Regions from separate parts of the Capra hircus genome. Here region 1 is linked to region 2. Evidence: chromatin contacts called from public Hi-C data. All regions are on one chromosome and are shown on one strand. Each heading gives the region's core, a stretch centred on a gene start, on an enhancer-like site or on the middle of the called end of the contact. The rest is flanking DNA. Distances are from core to core; before and after follow the strand shown. Region 1 holds the start of CEBPD (CCAAT/enhancer-binding protein delta). Region 2 overlaps SPIDR (DNA repair-scaffolding protein).

Region 1 (5,149 bases), core at 2,052-4,551, 210 kb before region 2:
GATGGTGACTGCAGCCATGAAATTAAAAAGACGCTTGCCCCTTGGAAGACCAACCCAGACAGCATATTAAAAAGCAGAGACATTGCTTTGCCAACAAAGGTCCATCTTGTCAAAGGTATGGTTTCTCCAGTGGTCATGTATGGATGTGAAAGTTGGACCATAAAGAAAGCTGAGAGCCAAAGAATTGATGCTTTTGAACTGTGGTGTTCTAAAAGACTCCTGAGAGTCCCTCGGACTGCAAGGAGATCATACCAGTCAATCCTAAAGGAAATCAGTCTTGAATATTCATTGGAAGGACTGATGCTGAAGCTGGAATTCCAATACTTTGGCCACCTAATGCGAAGAACTGACTCATTGGAAAAGATCCTGATGCTGGGAAAGATTGAAGGCAGAAGGAGAAGGGGACAACAGAGGATGAGATGGTTGGATGGCATCATCAACTCAATGGACATGAGTCTGAGCAAGCTCCGGGAGTTGGTAATGGACATGGAGGCCTGGCGTGCTGCAGTCCATGGGGTCACAAAGAGCTGGACACGAGTGAGTGAGCTGACCTGAACAGACAGAATAAAACACACAGCAAAACTTACCCAAGAAGGTAAAGGGCTTCCTTGGTAGCTCAGCTGGTAAATAATCCACCTGCAATGCAGGAGATCCTGGTTTAAATCCTGGGTCAAGAAGATCCACTACAGACGGCATAGGCTACACACTCCAGTATTCCTGGGCTTCCCTAGTGGCTCAGCTAGTAAAGAATCTGCCTGCATTGTGGGAGACCTGTGTTCGATCCCTGGGGTGGGAAATCCCCTGGAGAAGGGACCAACTACCCAGTCCAGTATTCTGGCCTGGTGAATTCCATGGACTGTATAGTCAATGGGGTTGCAAAGAGTCAGACACGACTGAGCAACTTGAACAAGGAGGCAAAAAATCTATAATCTGAAAACTAAAAGACACTGATGAAAGAAACTGAAGATGATGTAAACAAATGGAAAGATATGCCTTGCTCTCAGACTGAAAGAATCAATATAGTTAAAAGGACCATACTACACAAGACCATCTGCCAATTCAATGGACTCCAATTCAATGCACACTGATGACCTGTGGCAGGGCTGACAGAATGGGCTGGGGAGGTAAAGTGCTTCTCCTTCTTTTGTACTACTGGGAACATGAGCCAATTTGTGGCAGGTGGACACCTGACTCACAGAATAAATCTGTTCTCCGCTCTGGATGCTTTGTCATCTGGGGGCTCTGTCTCCTAAATTCCAGAGGCTGAAGTGAATGCAGAATTTCTGACTCATTACAGTAGGTTTTTAATAAAACACATAGGCTTTAGCAGTGCCATGGATGTGTGACCCCAATACCCAGTGGCTTCATTCTTATAGTCCTTACACAAAAAATATGAGAAAGAGTTTTATCTAAAAAGTCTGTCCTTGTAACTTCACTACTGTCTGACACAGGAGAATCATCCCCTGTAGAGGGCACTAAAGTCACACTTTCTGTCCTTTTGACACTGGCATGTCTCAGAAACTTTGTTTCAGACTTTAATTTGGAGAACTCTTCTTGCCTGTATCTTACACCTTATGAAGCACCCAAAAATGATTCCTTGTGAGGACTGACATGTGACCCCTCCGAGTTAGGAACAAGCCAGTCCCACTTTCTAGCCCTGACAGTGCCCCTTAGCCGGAGTGTGTTTCAGGCATGCCCAGTGTCCGGAATTTCTAGAGGACAGATGTATCTGCAAAGTCCACCTGAAGCACAGCATCTGAAAAACGTCCATAGCAACGTTCTACCGGACTGGGGGTGGGGGGTGGGCAGAGAGAGTAGAGGAGATAACTTTATTCAGTTAAAAAACAGGGGAAATAAACAAGGGGGAATCCAAGGCTCCAACATTTTCAAGAAAACAATTTCTTATGTGACCGCCTCCTTTGGACAGTCCTACTCAGAAAACCACACAAAATCACTCAGAAAACTCAAGACTCCTAACAATGAGAAATCATGAACAACTTTGTATTTACCTTGGATAAAATATGAAAATACAGTAGGCGGAGACATTTAAGAAATGAGTGTGAACTACTGACACAAAAGCTAAACTTTAAATCGTTTTATTGTATTTCGATTGCCTTTAAATGTCATAACAAATTCCTACTTTGTTGGTCTATGATCTTTCCTTTCTCATTTTTGGAAAAGGGAAGAAAATTCCTATCGAAAAGTTATCATTAATTACTACTTAATCTAAAAACTATGGGCGTAGCATCTCTCAAGCTCAATCCCAATTTGACATCCGAATCTACTAATCATGTCACCGAATTATTTTCAGGAGAATACGGTTTTCCGTGCAAGTATTTATTTTGCATTCCCTGACTAGGGAGGGCTTTAGTAAAGCGTTTTTTTTGACTTCCAAAATAAATGTCTTTTCTGAGGGTGTGCATGAACCACACATTAGAAGTTACTTTTGGAATACTGTGGAAGGTTGTGGGGCTTGTGGACTGCCTGGTGTTGGGAAGCAGCAAAACGAAAAAGGATGTGGACGGAGGCCCAGTCTGAAAACGGACTGTGATGTGAAAAATAGAACTAACCCGAAATGCCTGACCTGAATTGTAGCAAATGTTTACTAACAAAGCCAATTGACAGTCTTCTCAAGTTTTATAAGGTGAAGAGCTAGCAAGTTAATACCTTGTCAGAGCTACTAGTCTAAATATCATCTTTCTCCTAAAGGGGAACTACCCCACTGCTTTGGATCCAAAGGAGCTTCTTTTTGGAACACTGAACAGAAGAAAAAAAAAAAAAAAAGTAAAGACAGGTCCGAAGTTAAGACACCACCGCAAAATGGCACTGCTCTGTGGACCTGGAAGCAGGGTCCGGGGCGCGGGGCTCACGGGAGCTGAGCTCAGAGTTCTCGGGCGCTCTTGGGGGTTCAGGGGCGCGCGGGGTTCGAGGCTCTCCTTGGCACTAGGCGCGCTCCCCAGACATGGCCGAGCCTCGAGGGGGCAGCGTCCCGACCTCCCCATCCCCGCGATCGGGAAGCACCGCGGCCCGAACTCCCTGAAGCTGCGGGGCAGCGCCCTGGTGCCCTAGTTCGCGAGCCGGTCCGGTGCCCCGTTCTGGTTCCGCCCCGGCTCCGCGGGCGCGGAGGCGCCGACCCACCAGCAGGAAGAAGGAGGCGCGGCCAAGGGAGGGTCGTTCCCGGCAGCGCCGCGCGGGCCGGGCCGGCGGGCAGGAAGCGCGGGGGAGGCGCGCGGGCGGGGGTCCCGCGGTTCGCGGCCGGGGCGGGGCGTGCGCGTCAGCCGGGCTAGAAAAGGCAGCGCCCTGCCCGCCCGGGGACCGCGCTCGCCGCCGGCCCGACGCCGCCATGAGCGCTGCGCTCTTCAGCCTGGACGGCCCAGCGCGCGGCGCGCCCTGGACGGCGGAACCCGCTGCCTTCTACGAGCCCGGCCGCGCGGGGAAGCCGGGTCGCGGAGCCGAGCCGGCCGCGCCCGCCATGTACGACGACGAGAGCGCCATCGACTTCAGCGCCTACATCGACTCCATGGCCGCCGTGCCCACCCTGGAGCTGTGCCACGACGAGCTCTTCGCCGACCTCTTTAACAGCAACCACAAAGCGGGCGCCTTGGAGCTACTGCCCGGGGGACCCGCGCGCCTCGGGGGCCCTGGCCCGGCGCCGCGACCCCTCAAGCGCGAGCCCGACTGGGGTGACGGCGACGCGCCCGGCTCCCTGCTGCCCGCGCAGGTGGCCGCGTGCGCGCAGACAGTGGTGAGCCTCGCGGCCGCTGCGCAACCCACACCGCCCGCGTCGCCAGAGCCGCCGCGCCGGAGCCCCGCGCCCCCAGCGCCCGGGCCCGCGCGAGACAAGGCGGCGGGCAAGCGGGGCCCGGACCGCGGCAGCCCCGAGTACCGGCAGCGACGCGAGCGCAACAACATCGCTGTGCGCAAGAGCCGCGACAAGGCCAAGCGGCGCAACCAGGAGATGCAGCAGAAGCTGGTGGAGCTTTCGGCCGAGAACGAGAAGCTGCAGCAGCGCGTGGAGCAGCTCACGCGGGACCTGGCCGGACTGCGGCGCTTCTTCAAGCAGCTGCCCGGCGCGCCCTTCCTGCCCGGCGCGGGGGCGGCGGACGCGCGGTGACGCGGGGGCCGCGCGGGCTGCGGCCGCATTGCCTGGAGCCGCCGGGCCGGACTCCCGCGCTTGGCCGGGACTCGGACAGCTGCCGCGTGGACCCTAAGTTAATGTGACGGCAGCTTCTCTACATCCTACGCCTAGGATGCAGCTAAGGTACATTCGTAAAAGAGACTTTTCCGACAAGCCTTTGTACTGTAGATACGAGGGAAAGACTGAGCATGCTCATTTTTTATACTGATTTTTACAGTATTTGTAAGAATAAAGACGCGTTAGACCCAATTTGATTCCTGCGCTCGCGGCCCTCCGAACCCGCAGGGGAGGGCGCGTCTGGCTGACTTGCACCCCCGGGGCCGGTCATCCCGGGTTGCTTTGCTTCTCAAACAGGCCGAACTCCACCTGCGGGCGTGCTGGTTATCTTGCCGAGATCCGTTCGGGTGGAAGGTGCCCGCGCCCCGGGAACATGGAAACCCTTTGGAGTGCGTCCCACCTCGAGTGGGGGTCTAGGGGCAAGGAGAAGGGGGCTCGGTTACCCGAAAACCAGCCCGACTCATCTTGGCTTTCATGGGATTTGCTTTCACTTTCCTCACTTCTGTAGTCAGCTTCAAGTAGATTTTCCAAGTGCGTGAAGTACAAGTCATGTAGGAGATGGAAAGGACAGTCACAAAGCTACTTAAAACTGGCTACCTTGCCAGTACTTGTAATGTTTCAAAGATTAACCTGGACGAATAAATAAAGTCGTTGCCTTTCCCCCATGAGAGTGGGTATTGGGCAGCCTTTCTTTGTCTTGGCTGCTACCTCTATATTATGTAATTTATTAACTGTGGCCTGTCATGATTATATTGTCATAAGGGAGGAAACAAAATCTTTATAGTGTCCAGAGATAATTAATCCGGGGTTTTACTTTTAACTCAGATACTCTGCCAACAAGGTGAACGATGACCCAGCTCTCCTGTGGCAGGGTGGCCTTGTCTCTGCACCCAGTGCTAACCAGACCTGTTGTTCTCTCAGGTTATCTATACTTTACCCATAACAGTTGGACCT
Region 2 (5,077 bases), core at 467-2,966:
CACTGTGCTTCTCTACCTTGTCCAGATCTGTGTGTGTGTGTGTGTGTGTGTGTGTGTGTGTTCAGTATATATACATACATACACACACACACACACACACATTTAATAGGGGCACTGTGCTTCTCTACCTTGTCCAGATCTGTGTGTGTGTGTGTGTGCATGCGCACGCACTCAATATGCATACATACACACACATATATTTAATAGGGGCACTGTGCTTCTCTACCTTATCCAGATCAGTGTGTGTATGTGTGTTCAGTATACATACATACACACACACACACACACACACACACACACACGTTTAATAGGGGCACTGGCCTTCTCTACCTTGTCCAGATCTTTCTGTGTATGTGTGTTCAGTATACACACACACACACACATGTTTAATAGGGGCACTGTGCTTCTCTACCTTGTTCAGATCTGTGTGTGTGTGTGTCTGTTCAGTATACATACACACACACACACACACACATTCTTTTCTAGATCCCTCAGACCTTGTGCAGCACACCTAAGAAGTTAGGGAATTCGTCATTTCTCCCCTCTATCCTATTTATTGATATCTCCAGTCCTAATTTTTCATCTGTTTTTATAATCTCTTTATTTCTCCCTGCTGGGAAGAACAACGTCTTCAGAACAGAGGCTAATACAGTAGGTGATCTATTCTCCTCTCTACAGGAATGAGATAATAGCATAACTAACAATCCAGAGTTACAGACAAGTCAATTTACTTAATGTTTACATTAAATAATGGAAAAGAGATTCTAGGAAAATAAACTACTTCTTCTAGGAATCAAGGACACACAGTAAAAGCCTTAAAGTAGGGAGAGAAACATAACTTGGAAAATGTACATTTTCATATGCAAAACTGCTATGCGTGGGGGCTGCTTTGTTTCCCAAGTAAAACATTGGAAACATCTTGAACATGCACGCACAGGGGAATGGCTCGAGAGAAGAGGGTCCTGCCCTGTGTGGACCGCACCACACTGGTCAGTGGAAGGGGACCTCCTGCGTTCCCAGGGGATGACCCGGGCACACTGCCCGTGCGCTCCACGTGTAGCGCTGTGTCTCAGGTACGGGAGGACCCGGGCACACTGCCCGTGCGCTCCGCGTGCAGCGCTGTGTCTCGGGTACGGGAGGACCCGGGCACACTGCCCGTGCGCTCCGCGTGCAGCGCTGTGTCTCAGGTACGGGAGGACCCGGGCACACTGCCCGTGCGCTCCGCGTGCAGCGCTGTGTCTCAGGTACGGGAGGACCCGGGCACACTGCCTGTGCGCTCTGCGTGCAGCACTGTGTGTCAGGTATACTGGCATTCGTGTACAGAGGTCAGGGGACAGAGCGTCACACACTAACGTCTCTGGGAAAACTTAGCCATAGTAGTTGCCTGCTGGGGAAGGGGACTCTGGGAGAGAGGCAGCTGCCACCCTGTGGGTGGTATGGTGACCGCAGGAACCTGGTTCCAAAAGAGACCTGGCGGAGCTGCTCTGCAAATGCAGGAGCAGGACAGACTGGCCCACAGCTTGTTACCAAGCTCAGTGCCCCAGAAGAAGCCTCCTACTTGCAGAAGCCCCGCCCCGCCCCCCACCGCCCGTTTCTTTACCTGACCTTCTCTGGCAAGGGAAGTTGCAGAGGTCACACATCCTAACACTTGTGGACCCCCTTCTGCGGCAGGTGCTGGGCTGCCCGCGGCACACACACATTGGAGAAGAGCCACAGCCTGCAGTGAGGGTGGTCAGGTGGCACCCACCCACCCTGCCATAAAGACCATCAGATGTGCCATGTGCGACTACATGAATGGAGCTCGAGGCCATTACGCCAAGTGAAGCAAGTCAGGGAGAGAAAGACAAGTCCTACGCGGTATCATCTATATGTGGAATCTAAACAAACAAGCCAAACTGGTAGAGGCAGAGAGCAACACAATGGTTACCAGGTGCTGGGGGTGGGGGGTGGGACAGACGCTGTGACGGGGACAGACCTGCAGCCAACAGGAAGTGAGCCCCAGAAATCTAATACACAGCAGGGAATACAGATAACAATACCGTGTTCTCATCATCAAACTGGCTTGGAGACTCACACCTAACAACTGCAAAAATTAAGAAGAAATGATAATTATGTAACATAACAGAGGTGCTAATTATCCCCCCAAGGGCAATCATGCTGCAATATACAATTGTATCAAATTAACAGGCTGTACACCTTAAATTTACAGGTAGTATCTGTCCAAACTACTTCAATTAAAAACTGAATCAATTAAAAGTTAAAAATAAAGAAAAAATAAAGCCTATCCATCTGCTACCTGCCCCAGTGCATGCAGGGAAAGGCTGGAAACTCACCGGAGACTGGGCAGCAGCTGTGGACCCAAGACAAGGTCTGACCACAAGCTCAAAGGAAAAACCTAACTGCTAGAAATGGAGACACTTTTCAATAAACATTTTTGGATTATGAGGCCTGCTTTACCAGAAATGCCCCTGAGAAGACTTCATGAGAAACCTGGTATTTTCGAAAAAGTCTGTAAGATTTGTCACCACTGAAAGAAATCAAATGAACACTGGGTATTTTCCAAATGAGAATTCTATGTGGGGCCTGCGACTGATAATTAAACAACTCAGCAGACCTAGCCAGCTAGTGGAGCTGGAACCTCACCTAGGACTAGGCTGTACAAAAACAAAACCTGCTCTGAAGTTACAGGATCAAAAACACTGCTTAGGGATTTGAACTAGACTTCTGGTGATCATTCTGTAACATATATAAAAGAATCAAATCATTATGCTGTATACCTGAAACTACTATAACGTTATATGCCAATCATATGTCAACTTAAGAAACAAAGAACAATAAACAAAGAACCAGAACACAGCTTGAAACCAAATCGAGGCTTCCTGTGGCAGCTTCTGGCCCAGATTAGGCCAACAAGACAACCACAGCTCTTCAAAGTAAGGCCCAGACTCCAGAGTCAAGGACTTGGGAGTGAACCCCCAGCACAGAGGAACCTTGGCTTGATGGCCAACAAGGGCAGGAGCCATGAAAGAGTTCAGGGAGGTATCCTCAGGATTAAATGTGATCGTTTACTCTCCTGAGCAGTACGCTTTCACAATGAACCAAATGTTTTATTTCATGTTAACAGAAGAATAATGCTTCATAGGAGCAACCACTAAACACAGAGAGTTTATTCCCCCTTCTCTATGTTCTCCTTTGAAACAGTGACCCAGGTATATTTAAAACAGATGCCTACCTTTGATTTTAGTACTTTACAGGCACTTCAGCCACCTCACTTTAAGCCCCCAAAACAGCTGGAAGAACTCTGCTAGAAGAGAGTGATTTTCCTTAACTCCTAGAGAGGGAGGAAAGGAGAGAGGGAGGGAGAGAAGCAGGGAGGGGGAGGGCAGAAGCCCCTTCAACAGCACACTGGCAGCAGGCCACCGCACTCTCCAGACCAAATGTGAGCTCAGCGGCCCCCAAACTGAACTGCAGCACAAAGCATGTTTCTGCTCTTCTGAAGACCAAATTCAGAAAGCGAATGCTTTTCTTAAAAGAATCATTTTAATAACATGCAGAATTCTGTGATGCTTCCAAACACAGGCATGGAAAGGGGCCATCCAACAAGCCTCCCTTCTGAGAGGTCACTGTCAGAGGCAGGGTTGGGGACAAGGACAGAGGGGAACCCAGAAACTGAAGAGTTTGAAATATTCTCCTATCTAAATAACATTTCTTTAAATAGCTCTAATTTCTATGTCTTTTAATTCCCCAGGAGACACTTTTGCAACATGAATTAGCCCATGAGTCTTCCCTGGAGCTTACTGAAACACGACCTCTGACAAAACACACTGCATTGTTGGCTCACTAGGCAGAGGCGAGACAAGATGGGATAGGTAAGGCTTTGATCAAGTGGAGGTGATACTGACCCCCAAAACAGGAACATGGGTAAAGATGGGAGGAGGGTGCCTAAATTCTCCCTGTAATGTGTTATTTCCCAGGCTGTGCAGATTCATGGGTGCTCATGATTTTTTCTCTATTTTTGTATACCTAATTTATTCCATTTTTTAAAAACAGGCCAAAAAACACAACGCACATATTCTAGAAATGGCAGAAATCGGATGTGGTGATGTGTAAAGGTGTGTGGTCCAAGAGTGATGGGAGGAAGGCCCCCCAGGCCAGTCCCAACAGCTCTGCAACAGTCTTGAGGGGGTCTTCTGACCCCACCACACATCACAGCTACTGTGCGTCTGCAAACATGAGGCACGTGTTCTGTCAACACCTCGCAAGACAGTCCCTCACAGCCTCTTGTTTCTGGGCAGCACAGCAGGCCTCTTCCCCACCAAACTCAAGAAGTGTGCACGCCACCTGCCGTGCTGCACACATCCACGCACACACACACCCCCTCCAAGCTGCCCCAGAGCTCTCCACCACACCTGCTGTGCTGCACACTTCCACGCAAGTGTGTGCATATGCACACACACACCCTACACACAGCCCCACAGCCCTCCACTGCACCTGCCATGTTGCACATATCCATGCACACACACACACACATATGCCACACTGCCCCACAGCCCTCCACCACACTGCAATTAGGCTCACACTAACCATTATGCCTTCCTGGGGCCCCTCTGGCTACTCCAAAATCTAGACTCAGGTCAGAAGACATGAAGCATGCAGAGTCTCTGGACTGAACGACCACCACAAAGGCAGCCCAGGAGCACTGGCCATGACCTGACAGCTGACGAGCCCTGTGTTCCTGACACCCACCACCAAGGGCCTGCTCTTCCAGACCCTACTGAGCCAAACTAAGCAAGCACGCCTGCACTCCTGGAGCCCTGAGTTCCGGATCTCCCCACACACACCAGTTCCAAGACTACTCTCCTACAAATATTCCTGCCCCTCCGAATGCCTCTCCGTCTTGGCAACGTTCACGTCACAGAACGCCTGCAGAGCTCATTAAGGACAGCTGGGCCTCGCCCCCGACTGATTCAGTGGTCTGTGGCTTGCCCGAGAATCTGTATTTCTAACAAGCTCCCAAGTGGTGCTCTGCTGCTGGTTGGAGAATGACTTCTCTACACAGGCCTCACATCTGAATATT

The links. Hi-C and Micro-C count contacts between places; a contact is called where the count stands out from the background.
Region 1: a contact with region 2 is called in a Hi-C map of blood, with 2.6 times the contacts expected there. The contact joins the promoter of CEBPD here to the enhancer-like site in region 2. A contact is called at or near these places in 2 of 5 Hi-C or Micro-C datasets (blood and liver).

Annotation. Positions count from the first base shown.
Region 1 is chr14:62,920,181-62,925,329 of ARS1.2, reverse strand. It overlaps CEBPD (CCAAT/enhancer-binding protein delta), which reads left to right and starts at 3,301. Exons shown (of 1, transcript XM_018058529.1): 1 at 3,301-4,902. The coding sequence starts at 3,344. The coding sequence ends at 4,114.
Region 2 is chr14:62,710,165-62,715,241 of ARS1.2, reverse strand. All of the region lies in intron 5 of SPIDR (DNA repair-scaffolding protein), which reads right to left. Among named protein-coding and RNA genes, the nearest start is that of SPIDR, 77 kb to the right of the region's middle. Within about 2 kb of position 1,716, at least 2 of the 5 cell types and tissues checked have an H3K27ac peak or open chromatin away from gene starts, as enhancers often do.